Regions from separate parts of the Mus musculus genome. Here regions 2 and 3 are each linked to region 1. A link is a contact called in public HiChIP or PLAC-seq data. All regions are on one chromosome and are shown on one strand. The core of a region is the stretch at or near the end of the contact, and the rest is flanking DNA. Distances in the headings are between cores, read along the strand shown. Region 1 has its middle 17 kb from the start of Muc13. Region 2 overlaps Kalrn (kalirin, RhoGEF kinase). Region 3 overlaps Slc12a8 (solute carrier family 12 (potassium/chloride transporters), member 8).

Region 1 (4,311 bases), core at 939-3,438:
CTTAGAGCGTGAGTTCCTGCCTTAGCAGCCCTCAATGACAGACTGTGACTCAGACATGTAAACCCAATACCTATTTCTTCCCCTATGTTACTTTTGGTCAGAGTGTGTTTAGTTTAGTTTAGTTTAGTTTTTAGTTTAGTTTAGTTTAGTTTTTAGTTTAGTTTAGTTTAGTTTTTAGTTTAGTTTAGTTTGAGATAAGGTCTCATCGTACAGCATTAACTGGCTCAGAACTCACTCTTAGGGGGCTGGCCTCAAACTTAAGAGATCTGCTTGTTTTTGCCTCAAATGCCAGGGTTAAAGGTGTGTGCCCACCCATCATGCCTGGTTTGGTCAGATCGTTTCATCATAGCCACAGAAAGGAAGCAGAGCCCAACGCTAATAAACTTGAAAATAACAGCGAGGGGAGAGAGCTCAGACAAAAATTATGATATTGTAATGGGGTCCCAGACCTTAGCACAACCGACTCCGAGGTGGAAGTGCCATTCTGGCTGTAAAACTCGGCACATAGACAGTAATGCCTGCCAAAACGAAAACAAAGACCGATTCCATCAAAGTCCATAGCTCTGGGAAAGGTCCACATGCACTATCCTTGCTTTTTGGCTTCTGTAGTTGCACGTCTGGTTAACTGTTCTTGTTAACCGAAAAATGTCAACCTAGAACATGCTTTTGTGTTTCAAAGCTTACCCTGAGAAAGGCTCAGGGCTACAGTGGGATCCTGACCACCCAGGGTAGTCACCTGCCAGGTTATAAAGACTTTCTATTGGCTTAAACCCCATATCTAAGAAGTCGTCTTCCGTGGTTACCCCACAGTACATATGGCAGGGTTTTGTTTGTAATAAATGTACAAACAGACACAGATGTAGAGATGAAAGGTGGGCCAGCTGCTGGGCTGGGGCAGGAGGCACTGGCTCAGAAGCACAGGCTTCTTGTTGGAATAATGAACATGGACTTGGTCGTGGTGGTGTGGTGTGCCCCTGTGACCGAGATAGAATCATATATCAGTAAAGGTACGGGAGAAGAGGAAGGGGGGAGAGGAGAAGATGGAGGGAGAGGGAAAAAGGAAGAAAGGAAAGAAAGGAAAGGAGAGAGCAGAGAGAAAAAAATGTTAATTTCAGAGTATATTGTCTTGAGGCAATTGATGCTCAGAGCAACCTCCTGGGCCCTTGTAATTTCCCGGTGAGCACACAAATGCACTTCGAAACACAGAAGTGAAAATCAGGGCCAAGCATGGTGGTGCATGCTTTTGATGCCAGTGTTTGGGAGGCAGAGGCAGGTGGATCTCTGAGTTCCAGGACAGTTAGGGCTCTGTTACGCAGAGAAACCCTATCTCTGAAAGAAAAAGGAATGAAGGAAGGAAGGAAGGAAGGGAGGGAGGGAGGGAGGGAGGGAGGGAGGGAGGGAGGGAGGGAGGAAAAACTACTCATTTTCATTGAGGCCCCAAAACAGTGGTAGGAACTGTAGCTTAATAAAAATCCAACAGATGCAAATGTGTTTGCTTTTCAGTTTAACTTCTGGCTGCACGGGATATTTAGAAAGCTGGCTCACATCACTGTGAACCATAAACATGAATTGATTAAATGCCTCTACATAGTATAAAATCTGTATGTAAGTGCCATTTTGCCTTGTGTTTATTTAATATCAACTTGTCTAGGCTCAAAGAAAACTTTTCAAAATCATTGTCTTGTGTTAAAATTTATTGTTGACACTGTTCCCGAAGCCCACAGCTCCTCAGGATCCATTTTTGCTATAATAATCATGGTTAAGTTTGGAACAAAGCTCTTTGCTCTGGACACATTTTTTTTTCCCCTGCTGCAATCAACCTGTGGGTCACAACCACTTTGGGGGGAGGGGGAATCTCATATCAGACATCCCGCATATGAGAAATTTACATCACAATTCATAACAGCAGCAAAATTACAGTTATGAAGTAGCAACAAAAATAATTTTATGGTTGGGGGGTCACCACGGTATGAGGAGCTGTATTAGAGTGTCATAGCATTAGGAAGGTTGAGAACACTGCTCTAATGTGAGCTCACCACAGCTCAAAAGCATCAGGGAGACGTAACAGAGTGGTCACTGTATCTTCTAGAATGAACTAACAACTGGCTTCCAAGTGAGACCACAGACTGATCTCCCAGAGTGATCTTCTAGTACTGGGGTGAATATCAAGATGTCTATCGTGTGAATCAACTCTGGGAAGTCAGTTGTGTGGGCAGGCATCGGATCATGGGGCTTTAAGTAACAGCATGAAGGATGACAAAGCCAACAACAAACCAGGGTTTCAAGGGTTGTGCTTTCTATACCCCACGCCACGCCACACCATGCCACATCATGCCACGCCATGTCAAGCCATGCCACACCATTTTTATTTCATCCAGTCATCTGCCTAGTCTCCAACCAGACTTTTTCAAGAATTGCCAAGGACTTCTGCCTCTACTGTGGAGTTCGGTCTCATCTGTCGCCTTTCACATGAACTCTGCAGTGTCATGCTCTTCTAACACACTCCTTCAGAAATGACACATGCCCTGGAAAGTATAATAAACTGGATATTTACACTCTGAGTTCTCTAAAACTCCCTCTACAAATAAGCTCTTTAGCCTCGGGAAGTCACCCTCTCTGATGTTGTTTCCTTATTAGTAAAAAGGAGTGGGGGCCAAACAATATGTCATTTCCAGCTTCAGCCTCCGTGAGTCACTTGGTTCCAAGCATGCTTTATTACTTTTGGATTGCCACATCCTTTTATTCATACTGGAAATTGCATATAGGATCTGGAAGGCCTGGACCCTGAACCTTGTTGTGAGGCATACACATTTTCTATTAATAGAAATAAAACCCGGAAATATCAACCTGCTGACATATTCCCAAGGATATCTGAGGATAATCTGTGGTTGTTTTGGTCTTCTTTTGAGACATCTCCATATGTAGCCTGGGCTGGACTTGAGTACATGCTCTTCCTGCCTCAGTTTCTCAAGTCCTGTAGATACCAGCATTCACCACCATACCATTCTCGAGGATATATTAGCAAGCAGAGGCCCACAGTGTGCGTTCATTCGGGGGCATCTCAAATGCTACTGTAAGCCACCACAAGCCACTTCCCAGTTGCTCTTGAGAACAAAGGGGTGTGGTGACAGTTGGGTAAAGACGTTGCAGAGACTGAGAAGTATGGTCTTCTTTGTCTGTTGTCACACTGTCCAAGGAGCTGCCAGGTCACCCTCCAGTCATGTTATTGTGTGAGGAATTATTGGTGCAGCTTTTTAATTATTTATTTATTTTTTGGGTACTGGAGATTGGACCTAGACAAGCACTCTGCCTGAGCTGCGCTGCTAGTATGTTCTTCTCTTTCTGATGTGACTCTGAACTTGTTTCATGGCTTAGGAGGGTGTCAGGAATGTGATTGAAAAAGACTGGCAGTTCGTAGAAGCTGAGAGCTATCGAAATGGTTTTACCCGTGGTATGAACATCGCAATGTCTTCATTTATCAAATATTTGTGTAGCATCTATATATGTAACATATGCTTCTTTTTATTACATTTATTTGGTTTGGTTTTTTTGTCTGTGAAGAGGTACACATGCCATGGCTCAAAAGCAGAGGCCAGAGGACACTTTGTAAGAGTTGGTTCTCTTTCTCTATCATGTAAAACCCAAGGACAGAACCACCACCTCATAAAATACTGGCACCTATGCAACCAAAAGAATAGAAAGAAGATTTTTTTTTTAACAATGAGATAGCATTGAAATAGAGCAGAAATTTTGCTTTGGAAATGAACAACAACTAAGAGCTTCTCATCAATTTTATGTTTGCCCTCTGACTCACCATAGTTTCTGCCTATTTAGTCTCCCTGCCCTCCTCCTGGCAGGATTGCAAATTCTGGGCCAGCTGGCTTCTCTGATACTTGGAGAGGTGGGAGCTGCTCATATGAGGTGTGTGGGAAGGGTGTGTGTGAGATGGTGGTGGTGGTGGTGGTGGTGGTGTGTGTTACAGGGTTACAAAGATCACACCAGGTCCTGAGGGATCTAGAAAGGAATTGGAAAGGACCAGATATGAACCAACCAATCAGAGTGTGAGGAACAAGATACCCAGCCCTGGGAATGAACATACAGAGAGACAGCAAGGACTTTGTTTCCTGATTTCTTATCAGCAGGCTAAATAAAGACTGAGTCCCAAGTAGATTATTAAAAAGTGATGTGTCAGCCAGTACAGCATCCTTTATTGAGGATGGTCACTGTATCAGAGTAACAGCACATTACTGCGGGGTCTGCTCAGCTGTGAAATGAGGAGGGAACACCAGGAGAATCAACATTCTGGATTTT
Region 2 (4,311 bases), core at 1,124-3,623, 220 kb before region 1:
AACAATTTTTAAAGCTGCAACCTTCAGTCTAGTCAGTGAAATGATTGCCCTGAAAGCACCAGGGTCTGCGTTTTGATCGCCAGCGTCCGTGTAAAAAGTTGGACGTGGTGGCATCCATCCCAACAATAATCCCAAAGCTGAGGTGACAGACAAGATCCCTAGGTTGGCTGGCTGGCCAGGGCAGCTGAATCAGTGGGCTCACAGTTCAATGAGAGACCCTGTGTCAGAAATGAGTCAGAGAATAGTCAAGGAAGACTCTCAGAGCTGACCTCTGGTCTCCACACACACACAGGCACACAGCACATGCTCATGACCACATATACACATACATACTGATGAAAGAAGAAGAGAAGAAAGGGAAACAGTTGCTCAGTTCTTCTGGCCATTTTCCCCCCTCTCACATCATCTTGTGGCAACTTAGATCACAGCCTTTCTAGGTTTGGTTTTAATCTAAAACACAGTTTCTGGGAATTGAGAAGGCCGACCTTCCTCTGCCAGTCGCCCTGTATGGATGTATTGTTCTGTCCAGCTCAACCCATGGGACTCTCCTTTGCACCAGTCTTGCCTTCTCAAGGCTGAAATATGATGCAAACTGAAGCCACACAAAGCAAGCCAGTGGATCTGACCCGGAGTCAGGAAACCTGGACTCCAGATCGAGGAAGCTGTGTGACCTTGGGCCAGTTAACTTTCTTGAGCTCTGGGTTTCTCTGCAGGCAGCTTACACAGTCCCTAGTGTGCAGGCCTTCAGACACTGACACATAGCCCTTTGAACACCATGTAAATCTAAGAGGTAATGTATGTCGGGAACTTGGCTCTGAACCATGTCAGCATTGAGACCACGACAGAAGAAACTGGAAGAGGTGCTTTCTGCTGTTGAGTGGGGGTAGGGATGGCGACTGAAATGACCACTCTCGGTTCTAGGAACGGTGAGTGTCCTGAGCTGGTACCTAATTTCTTCCCAACACACAATTTCAGGCCCTAGATATCCCATCCTTGAAGAGCCAGCCTGTCATCCCACCTTTGATACTCTGGTATCCCCAGCCCAGATACAGGGCTTCAAAATGACCTGGCCACACAGACGAAACTTCGATACCCGAGTCGGGCAACTGACCTCCTGGCATTGCCAGTATGTTTGCACTGAAGCCTGTTTTTGTATTTTAATAACAGAATCCATGAAAAGGACTCTTTAAAGGAAAAGAAAGCGAAGCATCACATTCCGGTCATTTTGACAAAACATTTGCTTTGTAACGTATCTGATGCGTTTGGCAACCACACACTCTCTTCCTGCCCAGATCTGTTCTGATTCCCTATAAGGGCAGATGGATGTCCTACTACCCAAGGGACCTTCGCTGAAACAAGATGGCCCTCCATCCTGTGCCCTGGCCATCAGGGAGGACACGGTTGCTCACCTGTGTTAGTCTTGTCACTGACCAAGTCCCCAAGAAAAGCTACTGTAAAGGAGGAGTGGCTTTGCCTCACGGCCTCTGGGTTTCTGTAGTTGTTCCTTCATCCCTGATGCTCTGGGATGAAGAGAAGGCTGAAGCTTGTGGTGGCAGGAGTGTGTGGTAGAGGAGGCTGATCCCTCATGATGTCTGGGAAACAGAAATGGAGTGTTCACACTACAGGGCAGTAGCCTTCACTCAGGTTATGGGATGGTGCCACCACATTCAGAGCCCTTTGTTCCCCCATCCTAATTGATCATCTCTGGAAATGCCCTCATAGACACAGCTAGAGCTGTGCTTTACAAATCTCCTAGGCATGTGTCAATCCAAGTTGACCATAAACATTAACACCTCTCAGCCAGGCAGTGGTGGCACACACCTTTAGTCCCAGCACTTGGGAGGCAGAGGCACATGGGTCTCTGTAAGTTTGAGGCCAGCCTGGTCTAAATGGAGTTTTTAGGACAGCCAGGGCTGTTACACGGAGAAACCCCTGTCTCAAAAACAAAACAAAACAAGAAACAAATAAAAAAAAAATCAACCTCCTAGAAAAAGCAAAGGCAATGAGGTCAAGGTCACACAGCCAATGAAAAAGCAGGTCTTGCTTTTGACTGATGTCCTCAGCTCGACCTATGTCCTGCAGAAAGTCTGAATGCAGAGGCTCAGGCCCTTCCTTGTTGCACATCTGCTTGTAAGAGGAGAATTTCTTCTTCAACAGCTTTTATAATCCCCTGACTGCTCCGGTAATCGCAGGTCTTTAGGCACACCCTGTCCCAGTGACTCAGGAGCTCAGCTGTTGCAGCCACGAGAGTAAGTCTATTTGACACGAGTTGGAAAAGTCTCGATTGGTTTCCTGGGCTCGCATCCATGTTGAGCTCTTAGTCATGTGTGTCCTGAGGCGCCTCACCCTAGTCGGAAGGTCTGACCCATTTCCTTATATTGCACACTTACAAGTTTGCAAGTTCCACTGACCTGGGAGTTTCCCTAAGAGTGCAGCACTAGAAGAGACAAAGCCACCATTCCCACTTCCCTGTATACACAAACATCCAAATACTATCAAAGTTTACCTACAAAGTTCAGTGTACATTCCTCAGTGATTCACAAAGCAAATCTCAGGAAAATCAAGGAATCGGCAGCACATAGACAGACCAGGTTCTCCAACTACAAAGATAATTTTAAAAAAGGAAAGGTTTGGAGGGAGCTGGAGAGTTGGGTACTGAAGTTTGAGGCCATGTTAGGCAGCTCACAGCTTCCAGCTCCAGGGAATCTAATGCCCCTGGCCTTCTTGGACACATGCATTCACATGTATATCACACACACACACACACACACACACACACACACACACTTAATTTTTTTTTTAATTATTTGAAGCTAGGCCAAGGTGAATGCCTTTAATCCCAGCACTCAGGAGACAGAAGCAGGTGGATCTCTGTGAGTTTGAGGACAGTCTGGTCTACAAGAGTGAGTTCTGGGATGACCAGGGCTATACAGAGAAACCCTATCTCTAAATACATAAATGAATAAATAAATAACTGGAAAACTGATCTAGTCAGATTGAAATAATGAATAGCTAAACCTTCAAATAAGAAATCACACCCAGCCCCAGGACCACATGCAGAAGTAGTGTTTAGGGAGTTTTATTTTATGCTGGGGATTGAACCACACATGCCAGGCAAGTGTTCTACCACTGTGCTAGATCCTCAACCTGGAAAATCTCTTTTTACTCTCTGCTCGTTTTCTAACTAAATGTTATCTAGCATCCCTTTCCTTCCCTGCACTCAGATTTGTAGCTCTGAGACGGTTGAGGGCGTTCGGTTTGAGCTTGTTTCTGCCATCTTTACACCATTAGCATCCTTTGTGTGCCGTGTGGAACTGTGTTTTGTGATTGGATGATGAGGGACTCAGAAAAAAACAAGGTCAGGTCATCCCCAGCTGACAACTGTTTTCCAGACAGAATTTCACCTTCTTTCTCTAAGTCAGACTCTTAGGCATTAACTGAGGGGGATACTCAAGCTCTCTTCAAACTCAGTTTGTTATTCAACACTGGTGGATTTTACCTGTAACATTTCCCCTGAACTCGCTGTTGTCCCATTTTGAAGAAAAATCCAGAAGGCAGGAACTAAGGTGCAGTGGCGATTCTTGTCTTGTGGCTTCAGGAAACCTTGCTACCTGCTGCCCTCTGCTGTTCAAATAAAACCAGGCTCCCCAGTTGTTCATCCTTGCCTCTCTCCTACTCCCCCACCCCACCCCAGCATAATCTATCTCTCCCTCTCCCCCTCCCCCTCCCCTTTCTCTTCCCCTCCCTCCATCCCTCCATCCATCCCTGCATCTCTCAGAGTCAGACTACGTGCATTCTGTGTGACTAACCCCACGTTTCCTCCATGACCACATCTCTCTGACATCCTAGTTCTCTGTGGCTTCACATCTGACACCATGCTCACTGCCCACCTGTTTGGGGGACACTCAGAAATATCGGAGACTTGGGATTAGTACCTCCGGTCCCTGTACTTACCCGCAGTGGTCACCAGACAAGACAGCCAGGAGACCCAAATTCTAGACCAGTGATAGAGTGGCCCGAGTTAATCTGATCCAACCACTTTGGCCTGTCCTACAACAGATACTGTGTTTGACACCACGATTGATGACTCTGATGGTACATAAACCCCAGAAGGGTTGCCACCTGCCGACGGTGCACAGGACTAGTGAGCAAATGCGACGCGGATAAAGTGTTATGCATGGCAGCTCATGACCAGAGGCCCCCAAGGTGCCAGCCTCTGAATGAGCATAGAGGAAGAAGATCACCATCGACTGAATCTCAGGCTTGGACTGACCAGTGGGATTCCTAAGGAAGTCATATGTCCAGTTTATA
Region 3 (4,311 bases), core at 933-3,432, 200 kb after region 1:
AGTGGCGTTTGGTACATTCCCGTGTGTGACACTGCTACCATGCTCAAGAACCTGAGGCTTCCTCGGTCATGGTCCCTAGCGAAAACATAACACTATTATTCTGCTAAAACAATAACAACAACATAGCAATAAAATGACACCTTGCTATATCCACAGATCAGAGCATCGCTCCATCCAATCAGAGAAGCCTCTTCCTACAGTAGATGAGAGCCAACGACAAGAAGATCCACAACTGGACACCATCCAGAGAGTGAGAGGCTCTGGAACACTGTGTCCTAAATGGGATATCTTTATCAAACGCCTCCGTCCAAGGTTAGGAGTTCTATGAAGAAGAGGATGTGGGCAGATTGTAAGAGCCAGAGGTGGTGATGACTCCAGAGAAACATCATTTTTTCAGACCCCACAGGATGCACACGTAAACTTACAGAGACCGAGCCACTTTAACCACGAAGGACACTAGTGTGCAGGACAGAAGCAGAATATTTAGAAGACGCAAGAGTCAAACGAAGAGAAACCCCAGATACTGCCAAGGCCATATATGATGGATTCCCCCTGCCCAGGACAATTAGAGGTGTCCAGTAAGAGTGTTTTGAGCTGGATGTGGTGGGGCTTGCCGGGGACCTCAAACTGAGGCAGGTGCTTGAAGAGTTCGAGGCTGGCTTCAGAGTAAGAGGTGGCCTCAAAGAAAATCCTAAAAAGGATAGACCATATCCAGTGTGTACAGCTAATGGGCCTGCAGAGAAGAAAGAGGAGATAGGACAGGTTTGAAAGAGGCCCCAGGGAACTCTGGGCAGTGAGCTGGGAGCAGCCCTCAACCTGCACTCTAGCCTCATCCCTGGTAACTTTGGTCGTTCGAGGAGGGGTTGTGGAGGAGTGAATGAGGTCTCCAAGTCTGAGACTCCACCCAGAGAGAAAACATGAAGAGAGGGCTGGACATTCAGCAGGGGCCAGAAGGGAAACGTGAAATGGGGCTGGGCCTGCAGGGTCCACCCAGATTACCCAAGGAAAGCAGCCTGGAGCCTCCTCTGTCCCTGGGGAAGGCCTCCACCCTGAGCGGGACAGGCTGCCAGGAAGCAGTAACACCCCCACCAACCCCCCCCCACACACACACACACATACACACACACACATACACACATTCTCGCATCCAAGGGGATGAAGGGCCAGAGGAGGAGGGGTAGATGCTCTGCTCTGATGGGGGAGTGACTAAGTGTCCAGCAACTGAACCCTTGCCACCTCTACACTCTGAAAGAGCAGCCTGGTTCCTCTGAGCTGAGCATTCTTCCTTGTGGAAGGGAAGCTGAACGTTTCCTATTGCAAGATGGCTTCTAACAGCCAAATTGTGCCTTCTATGACCAATGGCCTCTGTTTTTAAAAGTACTTGGGGGCTGGAGAGATGGCTCAGTACTGACTGCTCTTCCAGAGGTTCTGAGTTCAATTCCCAGCAACCACATGTTGGCTCACCACCATGCGTAATGAGATCTGACTCCCTCTTCTGGGGTGTCTGAAGACAGCTACAGTATATTTATGTATAATAATAAATAACCCTTTGGGCCAGAGTGAGCAGGGTTGATTGGAGCCAGCAGAGGTCCTAAAAATACAATTTCCCAACAACCACATGAAGGCTCACAACCATCTGTACAGCTACACTGCATTCGTATACATAAAATAAATAAATAAATCTTTAAAAAAAAAATGCCAGAAATGAGGACAAAGCCTGACTTGGGCTCTAAGAAGAAAGCGTCACCTTAAGGAGAGGAAAGCAGTAGCTACTGGGGCAGCCAAGCTTGTGCCAGATCCCATGTGGAGTGCTGTCCCAGCTGGACATTTAAGCTGTCAACAGCCTGGCACATTTTCTCAGTGAGGTAGGAATCCCAGAGAGAGGGGCCCAGGGCAGATTCTAACACTGTGCTGGCTTCACAACTATCCCAAGGATGCAGGGAGACCTGGCAGGGAGCCAGGAGCTCCAGGGGCAACTAGGGCCCTGCTTTGGGGACTAGAGAGGTCCCACCCACTGTGGCCCCAGATTCCCCCACCCACCCCCCACCCCCAGAGGCCTGGCCTGTGTAACTCTCAGCCTGAAGGATTCCCTGAGAAAGGAAAAGCTGGCCTCTTATCTCCTGGGGTAAAGGAATGTGCTCTCCTGCCAGGACAAGGGGCTGCTGGACAGGAAGTCTCCACCCTAGCTGTGGGTTCCTCCCAGTCACCACTTGCTCCTTCTGGCTGTCCCTGCCTCTGGCATCCACTTCCCATGCTTAAACTTCTGACCTGACCTCCCCAACAGAATTCTAAGCCATTTTACCCCTCACCCCACCCCAAGCCTCCTCCAATTAGCTACCCACTCTCAGCTCCATGCCACTGGGGAATTCTGACCCAGAAGTCCATCCCCTGCCCCACTTCTATGTGGCTATGCTCCCTAGGCAGATGGCTGAGGATGCCAAGTGGCCTTGTAGTGCACAGGACCATCTCAGAGATACACTCCTGCTGTGCAGCAGGCTGACACACTGAAACACACAGCTCCTGCCTCGCAAGTCTCCAAGCCAATCCCAACCAGGAAACAAATCAGAAAGCCTCCCTAGAATCCCATGGCATGGAGCTGGGTATGCACATCAGTGGTAAAGCGTGTGTTCAACATGAACAAGGCCCTGGGTTCAATTCCCAGCAACACAGAAAACAGACAACAGTGACAGAGTGAATCTCATGGATGACAGCGCAGCATCACAGAACCTGAGAACGGTCCAGGGACTCTACCCTGACACCCATTTTATAGATGGAGATGCTGAGGCCCAGGAAAAGTGAGTCCTATATCACAAGATTGGCAGCTGGTCAGGTAAGGGCAGGACCCAGGGAATCTAAGCCTCCACTCAACAAGCCCTATGTGTCCTCACAGGCCCCGTAGCAGCAATCATATGTATTGTTATTGTGGGGCTATTTGACTATTTTTCCATTATGTACCAGATAGCTATTTTTCTGGTATGGCTATACTGTCTCACCACATGATACATGCAAAAACATAAAATATTCTTAAGAGTAACATTTGGGATCAAGCCAAGTGTTCACAACCGGAGAAGGCATAAACAAAATGTAGTGTACTTGGGGAATGGAATATCATTCAGCCATGAAAAGGGATGAAGTGGTGGCTAGAAAGCAAGCGTAGCTGGTAACCTACTTGCCTGGCAAACAAGGGGACCTGAGTTCAACACTCCAGAATCCAGATTTTAATAGGCAGAGAGCCAAAGAATTTACTCAGAGGGCAGGAAAACTTATCCTACAGTCATGAGAACAAAATTCCTCCGGCATCCCTGTCACAAGTTGGGTTTCCCTGCAGATAGATGCCTAGAACCTCAGCAATGAGGGTGAGGAGACAGGAGGGTTATAGAGGCTTGCTGGCTTCCAGCCTAGCTGAGAAAATATAAGTTCTGGTGCCAGCAGAGGCCAAGAGAGGGCATCAGATCTCCTGCATCTGGAACTACAGTTGCTCCTGAGTGCTGGGAACCAAACCCAGGTCCAACACAGAGCGGCCAGTGCTTCTAACCACCGAGTCATCCGTCAGCCCCACTAATCACATATGCTTAAAAGTGGGGTGTGGGGACACACGCTTATAATCCTGCCACTGGGGAAACAGAGATGAGCAAACAGATCCCTGGGGCTCCTTGGCCAGTCTTACCTACTTGGTGAGTTCCAGGCCAGTGAGAAACCCTGTCTCGAAAGCACCGTGGACAACACCTGAGGAACAGCAGCTAAGATTGTCCTCTGGCCTCTGCATACACGGACTCATGCATGGATGGACACAGACAGACAGACACACACACACTCACTCACACCATACACAAAGGGATGAAACACTGGACATACTACAACTTAGGTGGTCTTTAAAAACATCACTCCAAGTGAAAGGACAAGTGTCCTAAGAGTCCATTCCTGTGTAACATCCAGCCTGACAAACTCAGAGCCAGACACGGCAGAACAGTTCCTCAGGGCCCGGGGACTCGTTTTCTATTTGAGGTGAGGGAACCTTCAGGAGCCGATGGTGGTGACTGCTGTATATAGTGATGACTGTGGCTAACCCCACTGAATCGCTTACCTAAATATGGTTTAAACATCAACTCACACCTTAGAGATATTTTATCACAATAAAAAAGAAAACCAAAAGAACCCATTTCTTTGCACATGCCCCCTCAGAGATCACAGCCCACAGCCTTGATTTAGACCCAGCTCCCGCCTGCTTTACACATATAGAAATAGGGAATAAAAGCACTTCTTGGTTGAGGCCAGTGGGAAATCAGCTATGAAGCAATAACCTCCCAGACA

What was found. HiChIP or PLAC-seq counts read pairs in DNA pulled down with a chosen protein or histone mark.
Region 2: a FOXA1 HiChIP or PLAC-seq map of pancreatic cancer cells shows a contact between it and region 1. The contact joins two enhancer-like sites. A contact is called at or near these places in 4 of 115 datasets of contacts at active chromatin or transcription factors (embryonic fibroblasts, microglia, pancreatic cancer cells and 1 more) and 1 of 9 other capture datasets (adipose tissue).
Region 3: a contact with region 1 is called in an HNF4G HiChIP or PLAC-seq map of pancreatic cancer cells. The contact joins two enhancer-like sites. A contact is called at or near these places in 1 of 39 promoter capture datasets (the C10 cell line), 1 of 484 Hi-C or Micro-C datasets (nephron progenitors), 6 of 115 datasets of contacts at active chromatin or transcription factors (embryonic stem cells, heart atrium, memory CD8 T cells and 2 more) and 3 of 9 other capture datasets (adipose tissue, embryonic stem cells and liver).

The regions. Positions count from the first base shown.
Region 1 is chr16:33,775,733-33,780,043 of GRCm38.p6, reverse strand. No RefSeq gene overlaps it. Among named protein-coding and RNA genes, the nearest start is that of Muc13, 17 kb to the left of the region's middle. Within about 2 kb of position 2,188, at least 63 of the 459 cell types and tissues checked have an H3K27ac peak or open chromatin away from gene starts, as enhancers often do. A contact at or near this core is called in pancreatic cancer cells, where this site is marked.
Region 2 is chr16:33,998,888-34,003,198 of GRCm38.p6, reverse strand. All of the region lies in intron 51 of Kalrn (kalirin, RhoGEF kinase), which reads left to right. Among named protein-coding and RNA genes, the nearest start is that of Umps, 34 kb to the right of the region's middle. Within about 2 kb of position 2,373, at least 46 of the 459 cell types and tissues checked have an H3K27ac peak or open chromatin away from gene starts, as enhancers often do. A contact at or near this core is called in pancreatic cancer cells, where this site is marked.
Region 3 is chr16:33,578,687-33,582,997 of GRCm38.p6, reverse strand. All of the region lies in intron 4 of Slc12a8 (solute carrier family 12 (potassium/chloride transporters), member 8), which reads right to left. Among named protein-coding and RNA genes, the nearest start is that of Slc12a8, 63 kb to the right of the region's middle. Within about 2 kb of position 2,182, at least 94 of the 459 cell types and tissues checked have an H3K27ac peak or open chromatin away from gene starts, as enhancers often do. A contact at or near this core is called in pancreatic cancer cells, where this site is marked.